2 separate regions of the Sus scrofa genome follow, and region 1 is linked to region 2. A link is a contact called in public Hi-C data. All regions are on one chromosome and are shown on one strand. Each heading gives the region's core, a stretch centred on a gene start, on an enhancer-like site or on the middle of the called end of the contact. The rest is flanking DNA. Distances are from core to core; before and after follow the strand shown.

Evidence for each region. A called contact is a pair of places that touch in the nucleus more often than the background predicts.
Region 1: a Hi-C map of skeletal muscle shows a contact between it and region 2, with 2.6 times the contacts expected there. The contact joins two enhancer-like sites. A contact is called at or near these places in 10 of 47 Hi-C or Micro-C datasets (alveolar macrophages, brain, embryonic fibroblasts and 5 more) and 2 of 2 datasets of contacts at active chromatin or transcription factors (alveolar macrophages and skeletal muscle).

The regions. Positions count from the first base shown.
Region 1 is chr7:112,145,323-112,150,862 of Sscrofa11.1, reverse strand. No RefSeq gene overlaps it. Among named protein-coding and RNA genes, the nearest start is that of CALM1, 13 kb to the left of the region's middle. Within about 2 kb of position 4,177, at least 83 of the 83 cell types and tissues checked have an H3K27ac peak or open chromatin away from gene starts, as enhancers often do. A contact at or near this core is called in skeletal muscle, where this site is marked.
Region 2 is chr7:112,057,087-112,062,251 of Sscrofa11.1, reverse strand. It overlaps NRDE2 (protein NRDE2 homolog), which reads left to right. Exons shown (of 14, transcript XM_021099603.1): 7 at 1,030-1,163; 8 at 4,121-4,241. Among named protein-coding and RNA genes, the nearest start is that of NRDE2, 31 kb to the left of the region's middle. Within about 2 kb of position 3,786, at least 8 of the 83 cell types and tissues checked have an H3K27ac peak or open chromatin away from gene starts, as enhancers often do. A contact at or near this core is called in skeletal muscle, where this site is marked.

The DNA.
Region 1 (5,540 bases), core at 2,928-5,427, 88 kb before region 2:
CGTATGCCACGGGTATGGCCCTAAAGAGCCAAAAAAAAAAAAAAAAAAAAAAAGTTGCGTAATGAGAAATGAAGATACAACCATGATTGCTCTTTATTAGTATTTTGTAATACCCTAAAAAATACTTTGGAATGTTCTGAAAGAATAGTAATTATATAACTCCCTTCCCTTTCATTTGTTTCTCATCTCAAAAAAGTAGCTGCTTTGAACTCTTTTGGAAATAAGAAAGGGAACCACTGCTAGCCTGAAGAAGACCTAAGTAAAGAAACCGTGATAAGGCTTAACGACAAGAAAGTGTCAGCAATTTCAATGAAGGTCAAAGATTTTAAACAAGCTGTATAGATATGGCCTAGTGCAGAGAACAACTCAGGACAGCCAATCCCTAAATGGAATCACAAAGTCCAAAGCAAAGGCATCTCAAGATTTTCCACAGTCACTTGGAGGCCTTATGAATGATAACATTCCTCTGCTCCCTTTAAAATGATTAATCTTTGATTAAAATGTTTTCAAAGGTCGAAGTCTCGTAAGCTCCTAAAGTACTTCTTGGAACTTAGTTTTCTTACCTGAAAAATGGAAAGGGGGACCCAGATGGACTTTCCCTGGTCCCCCCCAGATTTACAGATTTATGATTCTAAATAATTTGCTTGGGATGTTGTGAGGAACTTGTGCGGAATTCTCTAGTACCTTGGAGACCCCTGGAGATGCGGATATAAATAGAGCTAAGGTCATACGGAAGTTGATTCAAAACTTACATCTTTTTATAAATGGTAAAAATTAACATAAATTATAGAATTCCTACTTTGTTGAATGATACTCAGTTGAAATACTTAGAACAGACAAAGCCATGCCTACTCAAACTGATCATTCCCGACATTTATTTCCAAAAATTGCCAAAAATGATTGAAAGCTGGTTAGAGGACATTATCTCTTTACAAAAATCAGAAAAGCAATAAAAGAAAGTGAGCAATTTTGTTTGAGTGAGTCAGCTTTGAGGTTTTTTTTTTTTAAATCATTTTCTTCTAAATCTTTGTATTATCCAAAGAATGTAATAGAATACATACAAAGGAAAGCTTGGAGATATAAGACCTGTTATTTCAAAAGATGTTATTAATGTCCCATAATGATGATACTTCCTTAGCTTAAAAATAAAAAGTGGAGACGATTCAAATGGAGAAAAAAATCATGGTGTTGAAAAAAGAAACCATACCTTCTACATTGTGGACCCTCAATAACTATTGGTTGGTTGATTTTCTTGGAACTCACAAGACCCTTTCACATTCTGGTTCTTTTTTCTACTTCTGTCCTTTATTATTGTTCATTCATTCCTTCAACAGTTTTACTGACCTCACGGAACATAAAATGAAATTCATGGAGTTCCCCTTCGTGGCTCAGTGGTTAACGAATCCAACTAGGAGCCATGAGGTTGCGGGTTTGATCCCTGGCCTCGCTCAGTGGGTTAGGGATCCAGCGTTGCCATGAGTTGTGGTGTAGGTCACAGACGCGGCTCAGATCCCATGTTGCTGTGGCTGTGGCGTAGGCCGGTGGCTATAGCTCCGATTAGACCCCTAGCCTGGAACCTCCATATGCTGTGGGTGTAGCCCTAGAAAAGACAAAAAAATAAAAAATAAAAAAAATTAAGAATATAAATTCAATAGGCCCTGTCCTTAGTGAGCTAATTTGCTGACCACCAAAAAGTAGCAGCTTTGATAGGTACTAAGAATATTTTGTGGCACACTGATTCACATTTAGATAAATCTACAAGAACAATGTAAATCAGCTATAATGGAAAAAATGAAAATCATTATAAAAATAGATGAATCTACAGTAAACCTAACTTCTTGGTAAATGGGGTCTCTCCCTCCAGAAATATTCTGAAGATTGAGCATGAAAATAAAAGTGTCTTAAAAGGCTTAAAGCACACCAGCCTAAATATAATGTCACAGTGAAATTATGGTCTAACTTCTTCATAGAAGAATCAGGTATTAGCGCTGGAACAGATCTGGAAGTCCTCTAATCCAATCCTCTCATTCCACAGAATAGAAAATTGAGGTCTAGAGAACAGAGGAACTTAGCCAAGAATTCCCAATGTCAGTAGTGGCACAGTAAAAGCTCTTATCTCACATTATAATCTGACTTGATACCAAGAAGTCATGGTACATATTTCCTATACCATACCCACTGCAAAAGAAATATGATGTATTATTTCTTTGGGGAGGTATTTTTATGGTGAGTTGCTCATTTGCAAGTTCAGATATTCACTCACTTGGCAAACAGCTTTGGGGATGATTACCAGCCACCTACAGAAAGAAGACCACAGCTTTTCTCCTTTTTGAGCTATGCTTTGAGTAAAAGTTTAAGAAGCAGTAATAAACAGCAACTGGCAACTATAGCCTTAGATCAAAGAACAACCTTTATACAGGTCCAGTGCAGACATCACTACACAGGTTGTAAAACCTCAGGAAAAACCATTAATAGCATAATCTGAGAATCAGGATGTGAATAGACACTAGTTTAATCACAAAAATCATTAGATCATCCAAGCCCCATGGTGCCAAAATCACAGAGAGAGGATAAAATCACATTTAAATAAAATGGCAGTTCTAGAAATCCACAGGGTTTCATTTTCTTAGCTAGATTCTTGTAGCAGTGAGAATTAACCAACTAACATTTCATCTCTGCTCCTTTTTCTGCAGGACACTGAAAATTACGTTCAGGGAAAACTTAGTTGCTTTAGTTCCTAGACCTTCCTTCAGTTATACAGCAAAGTTCCCCAAATGCTTGAGCCATCTCACAGCATCAGCTCCAGAAGATGGGGTGTTACTAGAGCATAAAAACACTGGCTTGAGACACAGACAACCTAGATTCTATTCTGTGCTCTGCTCCTCAACTGCTATGTGACTGCAGGGGTGTCAACTGATCTTCCCGGGTCTCAGACTGTTCACTGTGTAATGAGGGATCAGAGGTATGCAGACTGTGGTACCAGATCTGGCTCGTTTGACAGGTGATTTTATTAAGCCTTCTCCTCTATCTAGGAGAGCCTATCCTCGGCACCGAAGAATGCCCCCTCGGTTTACTGAGGAGCTAACCGTCGGTTCTCAGGCTACAGTCTGTTAATCTACCCTCGTCCGTCCCATGCCCCCCAGGCCGGCTCCTGGTCCATCCCCTCGGCCCCTTCTATGCAGACACAGCGGAAAACCCGAGCCCGCGGGGACGAGATAAGGAAATCACAGGAGGGAAATGGAAACCGGCCCTTCTGAAACAAAAGTGCCCACGACGGTGCTTTCGGGCGGCCGGGCCTCGGCTCGTAGTAAACAGGAAGGGTCGCCTCGGAGGCAGATCGAGTTGGGGTTTCGAGATAAGGCGAGGTTTTCTTCTTATCGCTCCGGTGGCTGCTATTATCACACAAGGTGCCGCGTAAACGCGAACGCGGCCTCAATGAGCTAGGGGGGAGGGCGAGGGTGGTTTCCGATCGCCCCTCGGAGGGCCACGAGCCTGGCAAAGGGATTTAGGCTTGTTTCTAGGAAAACTCCGTGTCTCGCGACGCTCCAGCGGGAAGAGAACCTGAGCGCCTCTCGCCTAAGCCTTTCAAGTACGCGCGGGCGGGCAGGGCGGGGCGGGGCGCGGCGCGGGCGAGGGCACTACATCTCCCGGCGGAGGAACACAGGCAGTCCTCTTTCACACGCCCCAAACGCGCAGCTCTGGAGCCGGTTGCTTAGTTGGCGCTGCCGAGGCTGCTTTCCTCCTTCAGTTTGACAAGGGCGCTCTGATTGGCCAGCGCGACCCTGCAGTCGTTGGCCGGAAAGAGTCGAGACGCCTGATTGGCCGCTCCGCACCTGCAATGCGTCAAGCCGCGGTGGGCGTGGAGGACCCCGCGTGAATGGCCGTGGCTGGAGGAGGGTCAGCAGGCTGCTTTCGGGAGGGAGCGGCTCCGCCTATGGCCGCCATCTTTACTAGAGGCACCGCGGACGGCTGGGACGCAGGGGGTTTTTCGTGGAGCTTTTGGGGACAGTGGAAATAGGCTCTGCGACAGAAGTTTTGCTGGGGGTTTCTGTTCCCTTTTTCTATGGTGGTGGGTTGTTTCGTTTTTGCTCAGGTCCCAGGGAGGTGGTGGGGTAGGATTCGAGGGCTCGCGGCTCAGGGCAGAGTGGCCACCCAGGAAGGAGGGGGTCTGACAGGAGGTTTAGGCGGCGCTTCCCGAAAACCGCTGGGTCTGCGTTCTGTCGGCGGGCGCAGGGAGGGTGATTTGACTCCTCTCCATTTCTAGAAGCAAAGGGGAGGTTGGCTTCCTGGGCTTTTGCTCGGGCTGGAAGGCAGTTCTGGAAAGCTCCTCCGAATACGTCATGGTTGTTGCTCGCGCTGTGCGCGGTCCCGCCTGCAGGGAATGCGGTTTTTGTTTTTCAGAGCTGTAAATCCCACAACCGCCTAGGGAACTTTCTCGGCTCCGGAGACAGTGGCCTGCAGGGGCCAAGCGGAGCTTGCTAGACAGACATGATAGCAGACGTTGGCTGAAATTATTTTGATCCTGTCAGTTTAGTTGCCATTTTAGGCGACTCGTCGTGTGTTTGGGTGTGGATCCCGCTTTCATCTCCGATGTTCACCCCCCTCTGAGAAGGGGGGGGTCCTCATATTATGTTTTACTGTTCCAAAAGTGATGGTTGTTCAGGGTTACCTTCCGTATATATGAGTGAAAGAAAAAAAAAATATATGTGTTTCCTGGGTGAATTAGAGCTGGGGGAGTGGAAATAAGCCATGGTTGTCTTGTTTTCGGGAGATGATGTCTGATGGTTTTATTTGAGCTGCGTAGGTGCAAATTCGGTGGAGCGTGGCTATCCAAAGGTGAATTCTGGAGCTGCCTTGGTGTGGGTGTTGCTATGGCCACAGGGAGAGGTAGTGAATTATAGGGCCAATAAACCCAGCGCAGCCAGGCCTCTCCCTTGTGTGAAGCCTTAGTAATTGACGACCCGGGTTCGTGTATCCTGGCTTTCGCAGTTCCCTTCCCCGTCCAAGATTCCTGGATTGATCTTTACAGGCACACGTGGGTCTGTACTGACTCTTCTATTGACGAATATGGCAGGTGCAGCCACAGCTTTGTATAGGTTTTCTGATTAGGTGCTGCCATGTGGGAGCGTGGTGTGGTACCATTTACCAGACAATTTTATTTGTAAGTTGTTGCTAGTCTTAGCTAATGGCACTGATTTTGAACATTTAATCACTGTCTCATGCGTTTTCCCGTAGGCAAAGCATCACTTTACCTTAGAGTGCCTCCTGCCTAAAACTAACGCTCCCTTTTACTGTGTCTCAGTATGATGCCAGAGCACTGAGTTCAGGGACGTTGCAAAAGACAATTGCAGCTTTGCATAATCTCCGTATAGCAACAACCACTCGTGCCTCTCTGGAACACCCAGTAATTCAGTGTTCTTTGGCAGCTGCAGTGCTGGGAGTTGGCCACTTTGCTTGCTGCGGTGAGGTAGAGCAAAGGACTAAATCTTCTGGAGCCTTGGTTTCTTCTGTAACATGAAGAGAATTAAATCTGTCTCACA
Region 2 (5,165 bases), core at 2,537-5,036:
TCTGTTGAGATGTCTGTACTGTTCACCTCACTCAGTTATGAGGGAATAATGTTTGTGGGGTGCCCTGACTGGCTGGGGATCGCTGTATAAATACAGGCTACTGGTGTTGTTATACTGTTAACATTTTCGGCGTGTCCCGAAGGAGACTAGAATATACATTTTGTCCAGTAACGAGACCCAGGAGACCGCATGTTGTGCAGGAGCTGGAGTGTATCACTTTTGACTTGAATCCTGAGTTTGTCCTTCACCGGCTTCTGCTGTGACCTTGGATAGGTCTCTCATCCTGTTTGAGCTCTGGTTTCTCTCTCAGCAACAGTAGTACAATACCTGCTTTATAGGAGTATCGTGCATGTCTGCCGAGGTCATATATGGTGAGTCTAGCTAGTGTCTGGCACATAGCAGGTGTTTATTTGATCAAATCCCCGCTGTTGAATACTGCTACTCATTTCTAAAGTAGGACTGTACTGTTCCAGAAATAATAAGCTTTTACCTCGCTGACTTAGAGTCTCATATCTCATATTTGATATCATTTGTGATAGGCTCAGTTAGCTTAATGTTACTTAGTAGATAGCACTGTATCTTAGTTAAGATGAACTGACATTTTTAAACATGGAAACCTGATTTGTTTACAGCTGACTGAATACACGGTGACCATTGCGGGTAAATAATGCCATCTAGTGATCGACTGAGTACCGATCTTTGCTTTCTGAGAAAAAAATCTGCTACGCCATCCTTGTCGTAGAATTTTTCTTGAATATTTGATAACCAATATTCAGACCATCCTCTTGCCTTGTTTTATGATTTGTGTTCTGTGATAGTTTCCTATAAAAAATGAGAATAACTGCTTTGATCACAGCATTCTTGTGAGTCCTTTTAAATCAGGGCACTTATGTCTCGCAGCTTTGAAAATGCAGCAGTCACTGACTTCGGGGAAGAGGCGTTCTGGGGGTTGGACCGGGTATTTGTAGCAGTTGTGCTCTCTCCAGGGCTGTTAACCCGGTTCCTCCCCTTTGCTCTCCCTGCCCCCAGGCCTCTTTCTTCAGCAGTGCCACTTTCTGCGGCAGGCAGGGCATTCCGAGAAGGCTGTCTCTCTGTTCCAGGCCATGGTTGACTTCACCTTCTTCAAACCCGACAGTGTGAAGGACCTTCCCACCAAAGGACAGGTGCGCTTCTGCTCAGGGGCCTCTCCTGCCGCCTTTCCCTCTCTCCCCTCCCCTCCCCTCCTCTGTCCCCTGTCTCCCTCCCTGCTCTTTTGGGGAGGGTATGGATAATGGGAGGTGGTGATCGTATTCTTAAAATGTTTACCTCCTCCTTTGCATCAGTCCTCTTGAGGCTCGTTCCTTAGAAATGTTACAGCAATTCCACGTAAACTCCGTAAGGAAAGTAGTGAAACGTGGAGAGAGGAAAGGAGGTCCCCCACCTCCTCAGATGTCAAGACCCACTTACGTTCCTTTTTTTCTTACTTAGGGCCCCTGTTTAAATGCCCGTTATGCCCGCCCACTAGGGAAACAGTCATCACGCCTTTAAACCACAGGTCCTGTCTCCTACCTCTGCCTTCTACCCTGGGTCTCAGGTCTCTCCCCCAGTTAACCTTCCCGCCACCTCAAATCCTGGCTGGAGTTGCAAATGAAAGTCCATGTTGTTGCTTTGTCAGCACTGATCCTCACTGGGAAGGGGTTAATCATTTAGATGATGAGTGAAGGTTGCCAATATTTGTGACATGAAGCAACAAAAAACCTTACCATAGAGCTATCCATATAAGAAAACTTTCTTTTCCCTTTTTCTTTTTTTTTGTCTTTTTGCTGTTTCTTTGGGCCACTCCCGCGGCATATGGAGGTTCCCAGGCTAGGGGTCTAATCGGAGCTGTAGCCACCGGCCTACGCCACAGCCACAGCAACGTGGGATCCGAGCTGCGTCTGCAACCTACACCACAGCTCACGGCAACGCCAGATCGTTAACCCACTGAGCAAGGGCAGGGACCGAACCCGCAACCTCATGGTTCCTAGTCGGATTCGTTCACCCCTGTGCCACGACGGGAACTCCTCTTTTCCCTTTTTCCACTCAAGAAAACTCAGTTTCCTCCTTGACAGAGAGGGCCTGGAGGGAGACGGACAGGGTATCTGCCTCTAGGGAGAGCTTTCGAAGGTCTGTCGTGGCAGGCTAAGGTCTCCATCTTGAGGAGTTTTCATGAATTGCCTTAAAGACTATTTTTATCATCATCGTTTTTTAACCTCTTTTTTTCCTAGACAAAATTGGGTTGAAGAAAATTGGATAAGGAATTCCCTTGTGGCCAAGAGGGTTAAAGATCTGGCATTGTTACTGTAACAGCTTGAGTCATTGCTGTGGCTCAGGTTCAGTCCCTGGCCCAGGAGCTTCCACATGTCATGGGTGCAGCCAAAAAAAGAAAAGAAAATTGGATAGTATTGGTATAACTGATTATTAGTATGACAAGCCAGATAACATAGTTATTTTAAGACATGCTTTTCTGTTTTAAGAACACGCTGTGCTACAGAAGTGATTCTTAGCCTCTGTGGAGCATCGGGGGTGTGGTGGGGGCCAGGCTCAGAATCGCCCTCACCCGCATCCCCCTGCTGACGCTCTCTGTCTGTGAGGGGGGCAGTTTCTGATGGAGGGGAGGGCACTGCCAGGACTGACACGTCATCCAGGACTGAGCCGTGCACTCGAGGTTTTTAAATGCTCTCACAGAAGTGCCCATATCTCAACTTCATACATGTTCCCAACCCAGAGGAGGGACTCAGCGCTTGTCGGCACAGAGCTGAACACAAGGCACCCAGTGACTAGGAGGTCTGTAGTTTCAAAGCATTTACATGACAACTTGAAACTTTCATTTAACGACCTTCTGTATCTTTATAACTGGGAGACATTCTTACCCCAGACACAGTAGTATGACATAAAACAGGCAGTCTGGTGTTACTGGTCTGTGTTTCTGTGGAATAAATACATTGGTTATAACCATTTATCACACTGTTCAAAAACCCTTCCTGAGTGTGCCTTCTTCCCTCCCTTTATAAGAGCAGAACTTGTAAAGAGGGGTCGTAGCCCTGCCAGGCGCCTTGCTGAGTGGCCGCCGTGCTCTCGGAGCACAGGGCCCTGCCCTCCGTGGCTCTCCCGTCCTGGACGTGCTGGCTTCCAGGCTTGTGTGCACTCCCCCGGGCTCCTGCCCTTTGGAACCCTTCAAGAGGTTTCTCACAGAAGCTTCCACCGAGCAGGTTATTGGCTCCCTTTCGGTGTCTGTCAGGTGATAACACAGTCACTTTGCAGTTCATTGTCATGCACACATTCTGTTCCATGGGGAATTTCCATCCCCCCCACCACTGCCACCGCCCCACCTGCTCCCACACCCTGCGTAATGGCCAGACACATGAGCGAGGGCCCAGGCTTTAACTCGCGGGCCTTTGTATTCACTGGGTACCCACCGCGTTCAGCCAGCAAACGTTTGCTGAGTTCCTGCTGTGTGTTGGGCACTGTGCCGGATGTTGGGGACATGCTATAAGTGAGATGTGATCATGCCCTCAGGAGCACACTGTCCCGTTGAAACTTTGCTAATACAATATTGTAAGTCAACTAGATGTCAATAAAAAAAAAAGGTTGGGGGGACTTTGAAACTCCTTCCCATCCAGAGATCTTGAAAGCAGCATGACTTCAGGTATTAAAGGGGGCCTGTACCTTCGAGGAGCCGGCCATGCTACAGTCCCTGGTGAGACCGGCCTACCAGGGTCAGAACCGGGAAACTAGTGCTCTCCTGTCAGCTGCAGGTCCCTCTCCACGGGCTGGGCCAGTCTATTTGTAACCTGATCTCAGAAGTGTCTTCCCGTCACCTTGAGCCACATTCTGTTTGTTGGGAGGAGTTGCCAGGTTCAGCCCCCACTCCCGGGAGTGACTGTGTACCACATGAGGCCGGGGTAGGGAATAGGGTCACAGGGGCCCATCTTGGCAGCTGCCTGGTTGGTTTGTTTTGGCACATGTGTCATATATGTACTCCCAAGAATGATGACAAGCAAGATTTCAAGAATCATAAGCCCCTCTTATGCCAGTCTTCCCTTATTTTGCCCAGTGGCTTGGCAGTTATGCTAAACCTCTGTATTTTAAACCTGAACAGGTGGAATTCTTTGAGCCCTTTTGGGACAGTGGAGAGCCCCGAGCTGGGGAGAAGGGCGCCCGCGGCTGGAGAGCCTGGATGCACCAGCAGGAGCGGGGCGGCTGGGTGGTCGTCAACCCAGGTGAGGCGCCTCTCAGCTGAGATGTGAATCTTCTTTTAGGATTTGTTTTCATGCCTTCATGGGTTGTTTATATAATAGCTGTTTAGCTTAAGAACCTTATACAAACATCAATATCTTAAAAATATATTAAGCAAATGACCTAGGAGAACAGACTCTTTCTTCCCCTTAGAGTCTCCGTAGAGTGCATATACTGTGGGGGCTTGAATTTCTTTCCAAAGAAAGCAGTTTTCCTTTTTCCTTTTGTGGGTTGCTTCTGGTTAGTAATTTCGTTGCTAATCTGCTGCTCCCCCCACTCCCATTTTTATGTGTATTTAAGGCAGTCTTTTTGTTTTCTTGATACTGTACAAACAGATTCTTAGAAAAATTCTTGCCTTTTTAGGAATAAAATAATTATTAACTAGCATTTATAAAACTCATTCTAAGTGACTGCAAAGTACTTTCCAGGTTACACTTCCAAGGCAGCCCTGGCCAACAAAAATATAATTCTCAAGCCACATGTGTAACTTCACATTTTCTAGTAGCCACATTAAAAAAGTAAAAAGAAACAGATAAAGTTAATTTTGATAATGTATTTTGTTTAACATTTAAAAATGTCAGTATTTTAAAAGTAACGAGATATTTTGCCGTCTTTTTCCCCCTGTATGAACTCTTTGACCTCTCATGTGTATTTTACACTTAGAGCACATCTCACTCAGACCAGCCACTTTCAAGTGCTTGGTGGCCTCATGCTGATGGCTGTTGAATTGGACAGTGCAGCTCTCAGCTATTCAGGAATTGCTTCTCTTCTGGTTTTATTGAAAATGTGAGCGGGGGAGAGGCTGGGCTCCGCCAGCCTCCTCTACCAGATGTGATTGTTCTAGGCCTTGGTTCCCTCAGCTGAGAAGTGGGAACTTGGGCATAGCTCAGGTCGGCCCGGCAGTGCAG